Regions from separate parts of the Mus musculus genome. Here region 2 is linked to region 1. The links are chromatin contacts, called in public Hi-C maps. All regions are on one chromosome and are shown on one strand. Each heading gives the region's core, a stretch centred on a gene start, on an enhancer-like site or on the middle of the called end of the contact. The rest is flanking DNA. Distances are from core to core; before and after follow the strand shown.

Region 1 (7,417 bases), core at 2,544-5,043:
GCGTGCAAATGTGTGTGTTGCACATGCAAGTGTGTGCATACGCATGTGGAGAGAAGACAGCCCGGGGTGTCATTCCTCGGCACCATCCACTTCGATTCTCTGAGTAGCAGAAAGAACAATAAGTCTTTCCCTCTAGTAGGAGAAGAAGTCACAACATAATTACTGCCCCAAGTCCCCACTTCTTAGCAATATTGCTTTGGACATTTAGTCTCAATACATGAACATTGTAGGACATAGACTTTCTAACATAAAAGCAGGCCAGTGTCACAAAGGACAGCTTGGAAGTAGGCGGGCTTTCTTCCTTCTATGCGCCCGCCCTCCAGATTGGGAAGTGGGGACCTTCAAAGTAAAGATGCATCACCCAGTGTCCCTGTTATTCTCCTCTGGCCACTTCACCACTAGATGTTACGGCTCATTCTGGCTTTGTCTGGAGGTCATGAACTCTGACTCTAGTGGTCTAGAAACTGTGTGGGAAACTCTCAGTGTCCATGGGAAGCCTGGTCCCACCAACTCCTCCCATGGTCTTTCCTATTCAATTTCCCTGTGTTTCTTCTCAGACCAACTGGCCCTGGTCCCCTCTCCTGACTTTTCCGTGCTTGATTTGACAACAGAGCTAAACTATATTTTTTGCTTTTATTTATTTATTTATTTATTTATTTATTTATTTATTTATTAAAGATGTATTTATTATTTATATGTAAGTACACTGTAGCTGTCTTCAGACACACCAGTAGAGGGCGTCAGATCTCGTTACAGATGGTTGTAAGCCACCATGTGGTTGCTGGGATTTGAACTCAGGACCTCTGGAAGAGCAATCAGTGCTCTTAACTGCTGAGCCATCTCTCCAGCCCCCGCCCCCACTTTTTTGTTGTTTTTAAAATCAACATCTAACTTAACCAACCTGTCCTTTGTCCTTTAAGTTTAAATATAATAAATTGGAAGTTGAGAAGTAAGCCCAATTAGTAAAATGCTTGCAAGCAGCGTTTACATTTTCAGCACCCACAGAAAAAAACAGAATGGTGGCCTGGACCTCGGATTCTAACGCTGAGAGGGTAGAGATGGAGCATCCCATCTGGGAAATTAGGTGAACTTCGTTTTCAGTAAAGGACGCTGTCTCAAAAGATTAAGGTGGACAGCAATGGAAGGAGATGCCTAATGTCAACCTTTGACCTCCACCGGCACAAATATGTATTCACACGAATGTGTGTGCACACACGTGAAAATGTACACACACATATATGTACAAACACAAGAACAGAAGAATAAAGAAGACAAGTGGTGCTACCTTAGGACTCGACCATCCATGCCATCCATACTGTCTTAGCACAGGCCTGGATTTTGTCTCATACATGTGCGTGTGTTCTTTCCAATGAAGTTTTGACAAAGGTAATGCAAACATGTGTCCAGTTTGGCACCTGGAACAAGAAATCTGTTGAAATCGCTCTTAATAGTAGAGTTAGTACCTACGTGCATGGCTTCTGTTAATCTATTACTAAGTAAGTGAAAAATAGTCTTACTGAAGACTGGTTTATTTTTGTTTTGTTTTGTTTTTTTAACAAAAAGGAACATTCTTACGACACATTATTTAGCAAAGTAAATGTGATTCCACACCACCCCTTCACGTCAGTGGGAGTAGGGGCACATTTGTCAAAAACCTTTCGCCTGTACTTCTCTACCCATATTGTAGCTATGGCGATGCTGTCTCCCTGCAGTGGTCGGGTGAGGGCTGAAGGAACACCTGGTGCCTGGCACAAGCTAACTCTCCAGCAGCTGCCCACTCGACATGGTCTCTGTGGCATCTTGCACTGGTTTTGTTGAAAAATTCAGGGTTGTTTAAAATAAAGGCTATAGACCCCTTCTGATAGTCTTTCATTCACCCCTAATTTGAAGCGGTGTAACCGATAACCGACAGATGCTTAATCAAAGTCAAGGCTTGAAGGGGCTGGGAAGGTACCTCAGTGAAGACTCTCTTTCACCCCTGGGAGCACCACGGCCCAAGGGCGAAGATAGCAAGGTGCACACAGTGACACAGCTCTGATCTTTATCAAGGGCTCCCAGCTCTCTGCGGAAAGGGGCACGAGCTGCCCAGGGCTTGCCAGGGATTGATTGGCTGCCCTCATGGAATCCTCTCAATAATAATGGGTGTCTGCTGTTTCTTAGGAAGAGAAAGCTTGGCCTTAGACAGGTTGATACAAGCTCTTTAGGCGGTTTGGGTCCTAGAGCCAGTGAAACTTCACAGAGTCATCTACACGCACACACGTTCCCTCACCATCCATCGAGAGACCATCCATTGACTGACTGTTCACAAATCCTATTGATGTGTTTTCCTTCTTGCACTGGGATAAACCAATACTTCGTGACCTGCACATCAGAGAAGGCAACTGACTCACAGTCACCAGGGCAGGCCATACAAACCCTGGAGTCTGGGAGAGTCACTTTCCTCGTCAATGAGCCAAATGAAAGGCAGCATCCTTTCCTAGCTTAGAGCTTTCTCTTCCCCATTTATAAGTTCTTGGAGTTGCATCTGTGCATCCCCAATGTTTCTGGAGTGGATCTCCCTGCTGGTAAGGGTGGGATTTGAGTTTGTGTATAATTCCATTCAAACCATCTCCACTGGCTCCTTGTACTCTCCTAAACAAGACTCCCTATCTTCATCACGTCTGGCTGGTTTAGCTCAGCTTGCCACACTGCACAGGAGACGTTAGATTTCTGGCATACATCTCCAGACATTTTATGGACCAATAATTCCCAAGGTGTACATGAGCTCTCACAGCCCGGTAATTACCGTTGCCCTCTTCCCTGGACCTGTCTCCATAAAGAGCCGCCTCTCTGCGCATCTCTGGCATCTCCTCCTCTCTAAGGCTGGACTTGGAACTACCAAGCTCCTAATTATCCATCCTGCTCAGGGAATCTCTGTGTGGGGTTCTCAGGCCAGCCTTTGATGGAGGGTTTGGTGGTGGTGGTGGTGGTGGGGTGGTGGGGTGGGGAAGTCTAGTCATTGACCTTGATTAAAGAGCTTCGATGGATCAAGTAAAACGGGCATCTTATTTCGTTCACAGCAAACTAATCTCGTGGACCAAACTTAAAGGTGAATTGTGGGAAATAAGTAAATTTGACCAAAATTTACTGTAATTTCTGTCTCAAATCACTGTTGTTTGATCAAGTAAGGACTCATTCAATGATTCGATGGCGCTTTCTTCTTTTCTTTTGTACCTCAACCAAATCCGAGCAATTATTCTGGAGCTCAAAACCACATTAAATCCATTTACTGCCTCCCTCAGCTGGTCAACCCCCCCCCCCCCACGAGGACCCGCCCTCTCCACAAGCATAAGCATTGGTTTCCTGCCCTGCTCAGCTCACACCTTAGCCAGGAGAAAACGATCCTTGGTACTTAACCAGGAAAGGGGAAGTGCTGTTAGACACTAGCCCACTATGTGCTTTGCAAACTACCACAAAACGTGTGATTCTTTTCTTTAATTAAACTCACACCTCCCTTGGGGGGAAAAAGGAAAGACAGGGAAGAGGCCATGCTTCGAGTGATAATTGTCTTTTCTTTGATTTTCAAAAGTGAGAGAAATAATAGGAAGTCAGAGACTCACCTAGTCGATAAACTAGCCTATTGTTAATTACCCTCGGAACACATACATGTATTGATCTGAAAATCTTCTAGGTGGAGTGATTGACAGCAGCGAATCCCCATACTTCAGTCCCAAGGGACAAGGGACTTGGTTTGCGGGTAGCCTGGAGCTAACAAGTCGGGCTCCTGAAGAAGTAGCAGGCTCCTACCAGTAGGTGGCAGCAGAGTTCCACGGATGGAAACAACTGCTCAGCCCAGTCCTGAATTTGTCCCCAAACCTAGGAAAGATCGCAGAGTTCCTGACTTTAAAATCCACTTCCCAAGGCGCACAAGAGGTCTTCGAAAAAACCCAGAGGATTGTTTTCTGCCGTACTGTACATTCCATTCCATTTTGCTCTTTTTTTTTTCTCATTTGGCTAGGAACTGGTAACGCCACTTTCAGGTTTATTCTTCACACGCCCCTCCATTCCTCGTCTTGCTTTCTTTTTGTTTCATTTACAGTTTCTCTTGTAGCTGTCATATCTACATTAGAGGGTAAAGTATAGCTAAGTGGGTTTTTTATTTTTATTTTTAAAAAATTTGCAACTGTTCTTTTGTGGGCTGTGATTATGACAGGAAAGAAAGTCTCAGACATGGTCTGAACAATTTGTCTGCTTAATTTGGAAGTCATTCAGGTATTGTATTGTATTGGTTTGGTTTGGTTTGATCATTAAAAACGCATCCTCATATAGATACTGCACAATAGACATAATACAGAGTATGAATATAAGAATATGTAGAATGATAGATATAGAGAATGATAGAATATATAAGTGGTATAGAATGAAGTCAGGTGTGAGGCTTGCTGGTGCTTCTCAGCTCATGGAAGATTTATCAATATCAAACTGTTGAGAGACATCATTCATTCATTCATTCATTCATGAATTTATTAATTTCCCCTTCATTTTATTATCTCCATTTTCCCTCGCCTTGCCTCCCCCCACCTTTAACTTTACAAAAACAGGGTTTACCTTTCACTAGACCGTTCTGTTTAGCAGCAGGCTCTACTCTAAAATATGCATTTTTGTGGGCTTTCTATTTTTCAAAAATGTATTAGGTTGTTCTGTCCTTTCTTCTCCTATGAACTACTGTGCTTTAGAGATTATGTTGCTGTGTATATACCTTCAACCCTCCTGCTTCTGACTCCTGCGGAGAGGTCTACCTGGACTAGAATGCTATTCACTGCCCCCTAGGGGTGGATCCCTGAACTGCCCAGGACTCTTCAGATATCCTTTTGTGATGACCATCTTAGGTTTGTCTCTTTATAAACTGGTGTGGGAATCTCTGGGAACGTACATATTTTTAATCTGACAGCTTTACCAAATGGGTCCGCTCTTTTTGTTCCCACCACCACCACATCTCCATGGCACGGAGTCAGTACTGTCTGGAGAACAGCCGCATTCCCCGTTTATTGAGATCGTTCTTCCATCATTTCATTCCGTTCATTAGACTCCAACAACACCCATTATACTTTATACGGTGAAACGTTTCCTCTTCCATGATTTCTAAATGTTTTATATAGTCTTAAAGCTATTGTGATTTTTTTCTTAAGTTATCTTTCCTTGCTGTTTGTTGCTTGTGTGGAAACCATTATTATTTCTCTGTTAGTGACTTTGTATCTAGGGAGCTTTTTTGGGTGATGCTTTTGGTTGTAATTGCGTATCTTTCGAAGTCTGTCGATTTTATTGGTAAGGAACACACTCTCTGCAAACAATGTTCTTTATCTCAACACTTCTTATTTATGTATCAATTCTTAAAACATGAGCCATTTAAAACAACATTAGAAAATAAGAGTAACCCTTGTCCTATATCCAGTTAGAGGAGACATCTAATTTTCTCATTAATTTCGATGTTTATCTAAGCTTTTGGTGGGTAAACATTGCCGAGTTAAGGATGATACCTTCCTTTCTGCTCCAAATGTGCTAAGATGCTCATGTGTATATTGAGACGATCCTGTGATTTTTTTTTCCCTTGTAGCTTACTAGTGTGGTACATTGTATCCATGCGTTCTCCATATATGGACACATTTTTTTTTTTACATGTCTTGAAGAGATGCCATTTTGGTGATAGAAAAGCTGAAAAATTTCAGAAGAAGTTCCTAGAATTAACTTTTCTCACATATATTTTGTAAATTACACACACACACACACACACACACACACACACACATACACATACACATACACATACACATACACATACACATACACATACATATACATATACAACATTTTTCTGTGTTAAGCCCTGGACTAGGTACTGGGGCTATGTTTTTTTGTTCTATGGATAGTGGATCTTTTCAGCACAAACTCTGGCCAACAGTGGTTTTCCCTTGCAGTCAAATGCTCTGCATGGCAGTGTCAGTAAATGAGATTCAGGGATACAAGACCTCTGTAAACTTTGATCTCTGTTTTCAGCAGTCAGTTCTCAGGCCGTCTCCTGGATGCTGCTAGATACACGTGAGGTAGGAGCTCCATAAACCACTGTACAGATGAATTGGGCTCCCATCAAACTGTGTAACTGTGTAACATGCATCTCTGTGTGGTTCATTATGGAGATTTAGAAAATGCTGTCATTACTTGGGTATTGCTCACATATTTTGGCCACATAGGCAGAGTTATAAACCAATTAGAACAATATGTATGGCAAAATAAATATTTCAAAACTCTGCCTGGCCTTTATTGAAATAATGACAATATATTTCTTCTTATGACTTTTTTTTCCTGGGAAAAAAGACCCTAAATTTAATACAGTTACATATGAGAAGGAGGAAAAGACACACTCTGAAGAAGAACTCAACCAGGTGTGCAAGGAAGACGTTGCAGACGCGAATTTTACAAGAATTGGGTACAGTCAGAATATTGGATTTCGCCTACAGCCGAGGTGGGTTTTAACCTGCGAATAAGTCTGGGAGGAAACAACAACTTTGGATACCTGAGATGAAGTAATTGGATTTTGCGATTTCTCCTCTCACTTAATTGGATGTGCAAATGATCTGTCTACACAATGAACTTGTGCCCGTGGCTCTTATCTCCTGCATTCGCATGGCAGAGGGAGACGTATGCATGTGCATGAATTTGCACCAAATCACGTGAGATTTCCTTTCCTGCGGTGAGCTCTCAGGAGCCCTCAGAACACACACACACACACACACACACACATACACACACACACACACATCTTAATTGGACTGGTTATTACAACATTCTTATGTCCTTTCCTGGTACTTTTATTTGACCCAACATAAAAGCAGGGGACAGAGATAAGGTGGTGCCTATTAAACAGATGGTGTCCCGGGAGCATTAGCTGTGCACTGATGCAGGGGTTGTGGTCAGCAGAGGCATCGTTATTATGTATAACTATAATATTTGCCTGTGTGTTTCTAACACCTAGCCTTTCAGATGTTGTTGATTTCCTTTCAGCCCCTCCCCCCCACACTACACAGTGAGGCTGTTAAGTAGAAGCTGGACTCTGATCCTTTGGGAAAAAATCTCTCTGTGTCCCAGAATCCTTTTTAGAGATTTGCACATCAATGAATATCACTCCAGACTTCCATATGAGCTTAGCTACACTGCTGGAGAAATCTGAGCTAATGGTCTATGCTCACTCTTTACCGCATTAAATGACAGCCGTGTTGAGAAGGTCTAACCACGTCCGCAATGGTTCTGGAAGCCCACGGGGATATTTTCAGAGAGGGAGATGATTTCTATATGAGGCCTAGAAGAGGATCTAGTCCTAGCCTAGAGAAAAAGGGATAAGGAGGCTGCAGGCTGGGGGTGGGGAGATGTGGAGCGAGAGTTA
Region 2 (7,417 bases), core at 1,387-3,886, 400 kb after region 1:
AGCCCAAAATGCACGGACTCTTGGTTAATAAATAAAGTAGGGCGTTCCCCTGGCAGCTGGGACATCAGACACAGAAGGCGAGCAGCTTCTTTGACCACGTGTGAGCAACTGTGACAAGTAGATAAGGCAGAAGATGGCTTCCAGTCAATTGTCTTTAGAATCCACACTAATAGTGCAGCAACTTGTGTCAGAGATTCAAATCATATTTGTATGAACTTGTGATAATCAAAAGATTTAGCTGCCATTGCTTGGCGTTTTATGATGTGCTAGGCAGTATGGGAGGCACTTAAATGATATTCTAGAATCTGCCCATAATATCTGCCCACAATGTACCCACTCTAACTAGAGAGCGTTATGATAAATAAATAATAATATTGATGAATGACAAATGCATCGTCATTAAGGAATTGGAAAAGAAAGTAGCATTCTGAGACAAATAATGTTTATGCTGGCTGGCGCTAAGGGCTCAAAAGAATTGTTATAAAGAAAAACCAAAAACCAACCAAAAAAAGAACACCTGCAAAATCAGAGAGGAACGATGGAGAAACTGCTTGAGGGCAAATGAGTGTGTGGTGTTTCTGGCTGCCAATTTACCCAACTGTTGGTTGTGCCAGTAGAAGTGATTCAGGCAGGTACGGGACATGAGCAGTTCATCCTGAAAACTGTTCTCTGTCTCATTTGATATTTAATGTGACAGCCACCATGAAAGCAAGTGAAAGTGAGCAGGTCATGGAACGAAGGCTGGCGGTATTGTTTATAGAATGACCATGTGGGGTGCATGCGCATGTGTCTGGGTGTCTGTGTGTCTGTGTATGTGTGAGTGTGTGTGTGTTTGAGAGTGTGTGTGTGTGTGTGTGTGTGTGTGTGTGTGTGTGCATATGTGTAAGTGTTGGATTGCATAGCATATGAGAGACAGGAACGATGGCTATTGCCTTTGGAGTTCTGAAGTTTGAGAGACTGGAGTGACATTATCTTTTCAGCTACTCAGGCCTAAGCCAGACCCAGAAATTCCTGTAACATTTAAAAAATATTTTTAAACACTTAGGACCACACACAAAATAACGATGTCCTTGAGCAGATCCTCCAGAGTGTGTTTGGTTCCAAATGTTTTAGTTCTGGCAATGCAACCCTGTACCTTTAAATCATAACGGTACAGCCTAAGCCAGTAGATGGCAGTAAGATACCGCAGATTTTGGCAGAAGCTTCTGGGCTTTCACTGCTAAAAAATGCTAGATTTTTTTTCCTTGTAATTATTATTTGAAGGTGGGTCCTAATCTATTGTTCAGAGAGAAATTGCTGAATTGAAAAACAGGAAATAATTCTTCCTAATTAAATAGACAAAGTGATTATCAAAGACTTTTATTTTGTCCCAATTCTAAAAATTTGCAGTAGGGTGTACAGTGTATGTGTGTGTATGTGTGTGTGTGTGTGTACCAGTGTGTGTGTGTGTGTGTATGCCTATGTGTGTGCCTTTGTGTGTGTGTGTTTGTGTGTGTGTGTGTGTGTGTGTATGTATAAGCAAATGAAGGGTCTGGTGTGTTTTTAAATAATTCCAAATTTGAATGAATGTTAATTTGTGTAAAACTTAAAAAGTATATTATTGAATTGAGCAGGAAATACTTCTATGAAAGCATTGGTTGAAAAATGCTTTCTTCCTTATGCCATCCAGGATTTGCCCGTAGATGTTGTGAATTCAAACCAAAGTCCACACTCTCTGTAAATGTGCTGAGTCGAACCTGCTTCTTTATTGTCTTTCTTTTTCCTTCTTCCTTTCTTCCATTTTTTTTTTTCACTTAGATTCCTTTAGGAGTGACATCTCACACTGGGAGATGTCAGTGAGTCCAGTTGCCCCTCCTTCGGGTCCCTGAGCTTGGCCAGAGAGAGAGACCTGCAGTTTTAGCAATGCAAAACTTAAATAAATGTTCTTTAGAGACCTGTATATGTCAAAACACGTGGAAAATACAGCCTGTTAATATTGAATTTGGGAACAGGAGAAGAATAGTGTGGGCTGCTGTCCTCTCTTTTTGCTGTTCAAAAGCATCCTAAGACAGTCGTGCCATTGGGAGTCAGAACAATGGGCAAGGACAGCACCCCTCACCTCTCTCCCCTAAGCCTCTGGCAGGGGTGTGACTCCAGCTTCTAGCATGCACATTTAGGCCCCTCTCTACCTAAAAGTTGCATGCAGAGAGCAAGCGAGCAGTTAAGTCAAAAGAACTCAACCAGGCTCCCTTTACCTCTTTTCTAGTCTAAGCTCTGAAATGTGCCTAGGCTTCCAGGGAGACAAATTGTTTAATTTGCTAACATTTTGGAGCTCTTTAGAATTGTGAAAGAGCGAATTTCAAAGTATGGAGAGACCTCTGACAGAGTCCTAGTCAGATAGAGACTCTCTCTCTCTCTCTCTCTCTCTCTCTCTCTCTCTCTCTCTAAGGGAAGCTAGAAGCTGTGTGGTGTCTTGGAATACTCTGCACTTTCTGAGTCTCATTTGCTGTCTATGTCTTAGCCTTCCTTCTGACAAAAGTTAAAAAAAAAAAAAAAGTTAGCAAATATCTCCCTGAAAATCCCTGCTATGACTCTTAACAAAAGACTTGGTGCAAAGTGAAAGTAACACACTGGTGCTCAGGATCCTTCAAGCACTTGGGATTTTGGCTAGCCAAATAATCACGGCTAATCCCTGTTCATGCGGTTTCCCTAGGAAGCCTTTTACTTACTCTCTGTTAGCAAAGAATGATGTTTTCTACGCATCCATGGGTTCCCACTGCACGTAAATATAAAATGACACTGCACATTTCTCACTGCTGTGTATGCAGTTTAAGCAAAACAAAACAAAAATCAAGAGTTGAAGTTCTTTCCTGACAAACTTTAAGTTTTATAGAATGTAAATTTCTACCAGTTTGAATAATGCTTTTACTTGCTTCCTATTTTTAATTAGTTATTACCTGATGAGAATAGGCTACAATAATAGAGAGAGAACATATGAAAAATAAGCAATTACATAAAATATCTAAAAAATAATGATTTAAAAAATGGAGACGGTTCCAGAAGACATTCTCAGTGAGACCTTGGGCCAGTAGCACCCAGATGTCTGGACCTATCCAGTTAAAATCCTTCAAAGTTGCTCACATTTTTTGACACATGTTGCTGTGAAAGATTAGTGAGCTTTCAATTTTGTTTTGTTTTGTTTTGTGAGTGTGGGTGCTTACAAAATAAAGTCTGAAGGGAGTGTTACGCAGATGCATTTTAGACTGTGCAACCCGATCGGTTTGAACTCTGAACGATCATATTATTTATTTATTTGTTTGTCTTTCCTTCTCAAAGACAGTTAATTACTGAAGCACCGAGAGAGAACATTTTGTATTCCTGCTTTGCGAATGTGCCTCGAAAACCTGAGACTAATGAGACCAAGTTCTCACCCCAGCTGTGAACTTGCTGACTTTCCTGCTTGGAAACCCGAGCAGAGCTTCTGAACATTGGTGAGTTATTTAAAATAATGATTGCTTTTTGTTATTGTTTCTGTTCTATGAAGAGTCAGGTTTTTTTTTTTTTCCCCTAACACAACAAAGACAATGCCTTGGATCTGTGTAGAAGTAAAGGTGCAATAGGCCTGGTGAACATCTATGGCTTGTATATTTATTTAAAGGCTTGCTGTAATGCATATTATTAAGGATGACAATCATGAACTTGCTTGCATTGTTTATTTTGTAAATACCCATAATGGAGCTCTCAGAAACGGAGATCAGCTGCCCCCTTGGCCATGATGGCCGACTGCTGGGAAGTGACTGCCCAGGGGCCCTTTATGACTTGGGTTCCTGACCTAGGCCTTTCACAATTTATGCTCTTAGAATATTTTTAAGTCCACGTATAAAAATTCCCCGTGCAAACATCTGAAATGAACTATGAGTCTACTACGCAAAAGTCCTATGGTAGATTACATTTGGATGTCTGTAATGGACTAGCACAGCAGCTGTGCTCGGGGAACTAGAAAGATGTCAGATATGGTGTTTGTGGCCATCACGTGCAGAAAGGACCCCAGGATTTCTGAGCTGCAGACGATCTACTTCAGACTGGAGGCTGGTAATTTAATTAATGTGTGCCTCTGACGCTGAGGCCAAGAAATGGAACGGGCAAACCCACCTCCCCGCATGAGACCCGAGGCGGCTCTCCCACTTTATTTGAATCCTTTGAATTTTAATTTCCCATTTTTACACTAACTCGTAGAAACTTCACCTGGACCTTCTGGCAGCATTTTGACCTTTCCTGGCTCTATCTCAGTATTTGAATCATTTGGGCTTTGGATTATGAACACAAGACACAGAATGAAGACAGGCTCTGAGGGGCAAGTCTATCTGGATTTGACCTGGGTAGCTGAGTCCTCTTCCCACTCGTTTCTCCACCGCTTGAGAGGCTGAGGCTGAAAATCCCAGGAATGAAGATTCTAAGAAACACCTTCTGCAAAAGAAAAAAAAAATGTTTGTTTCTGTAATTTTATAAACCCTTGATTTAACAGAACTTAAAAGGCACCTCACATGGTCCAGAGGCTCTGAATATCACATCTGCTTTTAATATTCTTGGGTGTCTTGGGCTTTTTTGGAGTCGGTTTGATGCTGTCTTTTGTTGGAGGACAACTGCTGTATTCTGTGATGCAGGGAGTTGCCAGTTCAAAGGATACAGCCTTACTTAGGCAATTTCTTTTCCCTTGCCCTCCCCCACTTTCTCAGTGTTTCCTTTTGTTTTTGGAGTTGGGGGCTTTAAAACAGTCACAAGAGGCTCTCAGTATATTTTCTTTGAAGAACAGCTCTTTATAACAATGATAGCAAAATTTGTAGTCCGGTTTGAAGTTGAATGGGCAGGGGAAAAAAAAATACTGTTAAGACCACCACCGTTTGTCCTGAGCCAGGTAAATGAATGCCTGAGACTCAGTACTGGAGGGACAGGTATAATGACTGTGAAGCAAATTTCAAGTGTCTTTCGCTAATTTTCATCTGGACTTCTTATGTTCAGGAGTAATTCAACACTCCTAGGTGAACTTCCCTACCACGGCTGATTATGTTAAATATCTTCCCTCCCAAACTCAGTGTGGGCAGTGCTTTAAAAGGAGCCTAGATTCTGAACATTTAAAAAGGCTCTTACTCATTCAAATTGAATGTTAGATTAAAGAGTGGGACATCCGTGGACGCGAGAGGAAAGCTGGCCTTCTGCGTTTGTCTCAGACAATGATTTCGGCTAGATGACTGTGTTTTGTGGAGAAAAGGATTCGATGGGATATTGACAGTCTCCTATCAATAGTTGAGCCCTAGAGGCCTGGCTGTTTGGGCCCACACTGATTGACTGTGCCTTAATAGACATGTAATTGTTGACAAATACTTTCCGATAGACTGTGGCAATACCCAGCCAGACAAAGGAGGCTTCCGGGTAATAAGAACCAGCACAGAGCCATTTGTTACAGGCAAAGCCTTGCCGAAGAAACGACGTATGCTAAGAAAGAAGCTCTGGAGAGAAAGAAGCAAGCTTGACAACCCTCTACCCACGCAGCCAAACCTGGGTGACACTGGTGAAGCCGCAACAGTAGTAAGAAGAATTCCTGTTGTGTTTATGGGTTTTCTGTTGTGTACAGCTTGGTTTCAAAGTCTTAGCTTTGCCTATGTTAAGCAATTATGCATCTGTATATCATATATGTGTATGTGATGCACATATATTGTACACACATCCCACACATGTACATATAGGCAGAGTATGCATATGATTTGATATCTAGAATCAAATTTCTTTAGCTTGTGTATGGCATTCTAAAAATCTATCCACAGTAGTTCTAGGAATACAATAGGCTATTCAGGCAATTTCAAAGAGCCTCGGGCATTAATAAGAATACTGGACAAAACTGAATTTGGATGTAAGCCCCAATTACTACTAAATATCAGAGGAGCCTGGAGCTGTCCTTACAAAACCTGTACCTAAGAACATTTTGGAATGTCGAACATATTCTTGTGCTGTCTGAGCAAGGCTAGCATTTGAGATCTATGCCTGGCTGAGATGCTTCTCCTGAAAGTTGGTCTCACAAGATGCGCTCCCTGGGTCCCCTCAGTTTCCTTTATCTCCTACTGTGGGGGCTGTACTCTCAACTACAGGAGGCCAGTATTGCTTTTAGCTCCCAACAGGGGCATGCCCACAGTGGGACAATGTGATATTATTTTGATCGGCAAGCTAGTGTAAGCTAATATGCTACAGTCAAAGGCAAAGAGAGTTCAAGTGCAACCCCAGCCTCACTGTAGGCAAGCCTACAGTGCCAGCCAGAAGAGCAGACCCAGCTAGGCCTAATGTAATTCATGACACAGCTCTCCACACAGGGTCCTGTGAGTGCATCAAGGTGACACCGCAGGCCGTCTCCTGACATCCCTTGTGAAAGGGAACCAGCTCATGCCCCAAAGACCTTGAGTCCTGCCTTTGATTCTTATCGATCAAAAATGAAGATTAAATCCCATATCATAGAGCAAGGCAAAACCTGTGCTTTCTATGTCAACTTCCAGGAACCCCGGCGAAGCCCTTTAAATCATCTTTTTATGCATGAAGGAGAGCCCAAGTACACATGTATTCCAGAAAGAAGGACAAAGTGGACAAGCAGATACAGGGCTCTGATAACTTCCAGTCATCTTGGCAGGGGGATGAGCCAGATAAGAATGCTCTCCCTACCTGATATCAAATCCAAGCCCATAATTAAGATTAAGATTAATTTGTGGGTGGAAAGGAAAGATTATGTTTGAGGCAAGCTGTAAGCATTCCTAAACAGTCAGGCTTCTGCAAACAGCTGCCTCAAAATGTTGTGTGTGTGTGTGTGTGTGTGTGTGTGTGTGTGTGTCCATTAATTCAGAATTACTCCAATTACAAGCTTTTGATGCTCTGAAACCCTCTCTCTAACCCAAAAGAGATGGAGAGCCCTCGGACTATCCAATCAGATCACTTTCTCTGCTGCCTGCAGCAGATGTAAGCAATTTACTTTTTTATTTCTGCATATTCAGTGTGAGCGGAGCTGCTGGGGACCTTTCACCCCAGAGCCTGCAGGATTCTAACCCTATCAAATTAAAGCATTTTGCTCACTTATTCCCAAACGCTTTGCCGGTGCTAAGCAGACATCCCGCTGCATAGCAATGGCGGGTGTTCGTGTCCACTCATAGCCCCAGTCTAATCACAGATTATTAAGGAAAATATACAGTGCTTTAATTTGATGAGATTGGTTATAGGTAGTGCAGTTAAAGGTCACACTCCTGCGTGTATCTCCCTCTGTCTCTGTAATATTTTCTTCTCGCTTGACAATCCTGAGCTGCAAACAATAGGCCAAGGCGACACATTTATTTTTGACATGCTGTGATGGGCTCAATAGGGATAAAGATGAATTATTTAAAGATTGCATAAACAAACATCTTGG

Evidence for each region. Hi-C and Micro-C count contacts between places; a contact is called where the count stands out from the background.
Region 2: a Hi-C map of uterus shows a contact between it and region 1, with 4 times the contacts expected there. The contact joins two enhancer-like sites. A contact is called at or near these places in 16 of 484 Hi-C or Micro-C datasets (adipose-derived mesenchymal stem cells, cerebral cortex, cortical neurons and 8 more) and 2 of 115 datasets of contacts at active chromatin or transcription factors (astrocytes and forebrain).

The regions. Positions count from the first base shown.
Region 1 is chr7:68,576,043-68,583,459 of GRCm38.p6, forward strand. No RefSeq gene overlaps it. Among named protein-coding and RNA genes, the nearest start is that of Gm34549, 92 kb to the left of the region's middle. Within about 2 kb of position 3,794, at least 5 of the 459 cell types and tissues checked have an H3K27ac peak or open chromatin away from gene starts, as enhancers often do. A contact at or near this core is called in uterus, where this site is marked.
Region 2 is chr7:68,976,130-68,983,546 of GRCm38.p6, forward strand. No RefSeq gene overlaps it. Among named protein-coding and RNA genes, the nearest start is that of Gm23795, 28 kb to the left of the region's middle. Within about 2 kb of position 2,637, at least 18 of the 459 cell types and tissues checked have an H3K27ac peak or open chromatin away from gene starts, as enhancers often do. A contact at or near this core is called in uterus, where this site is marked.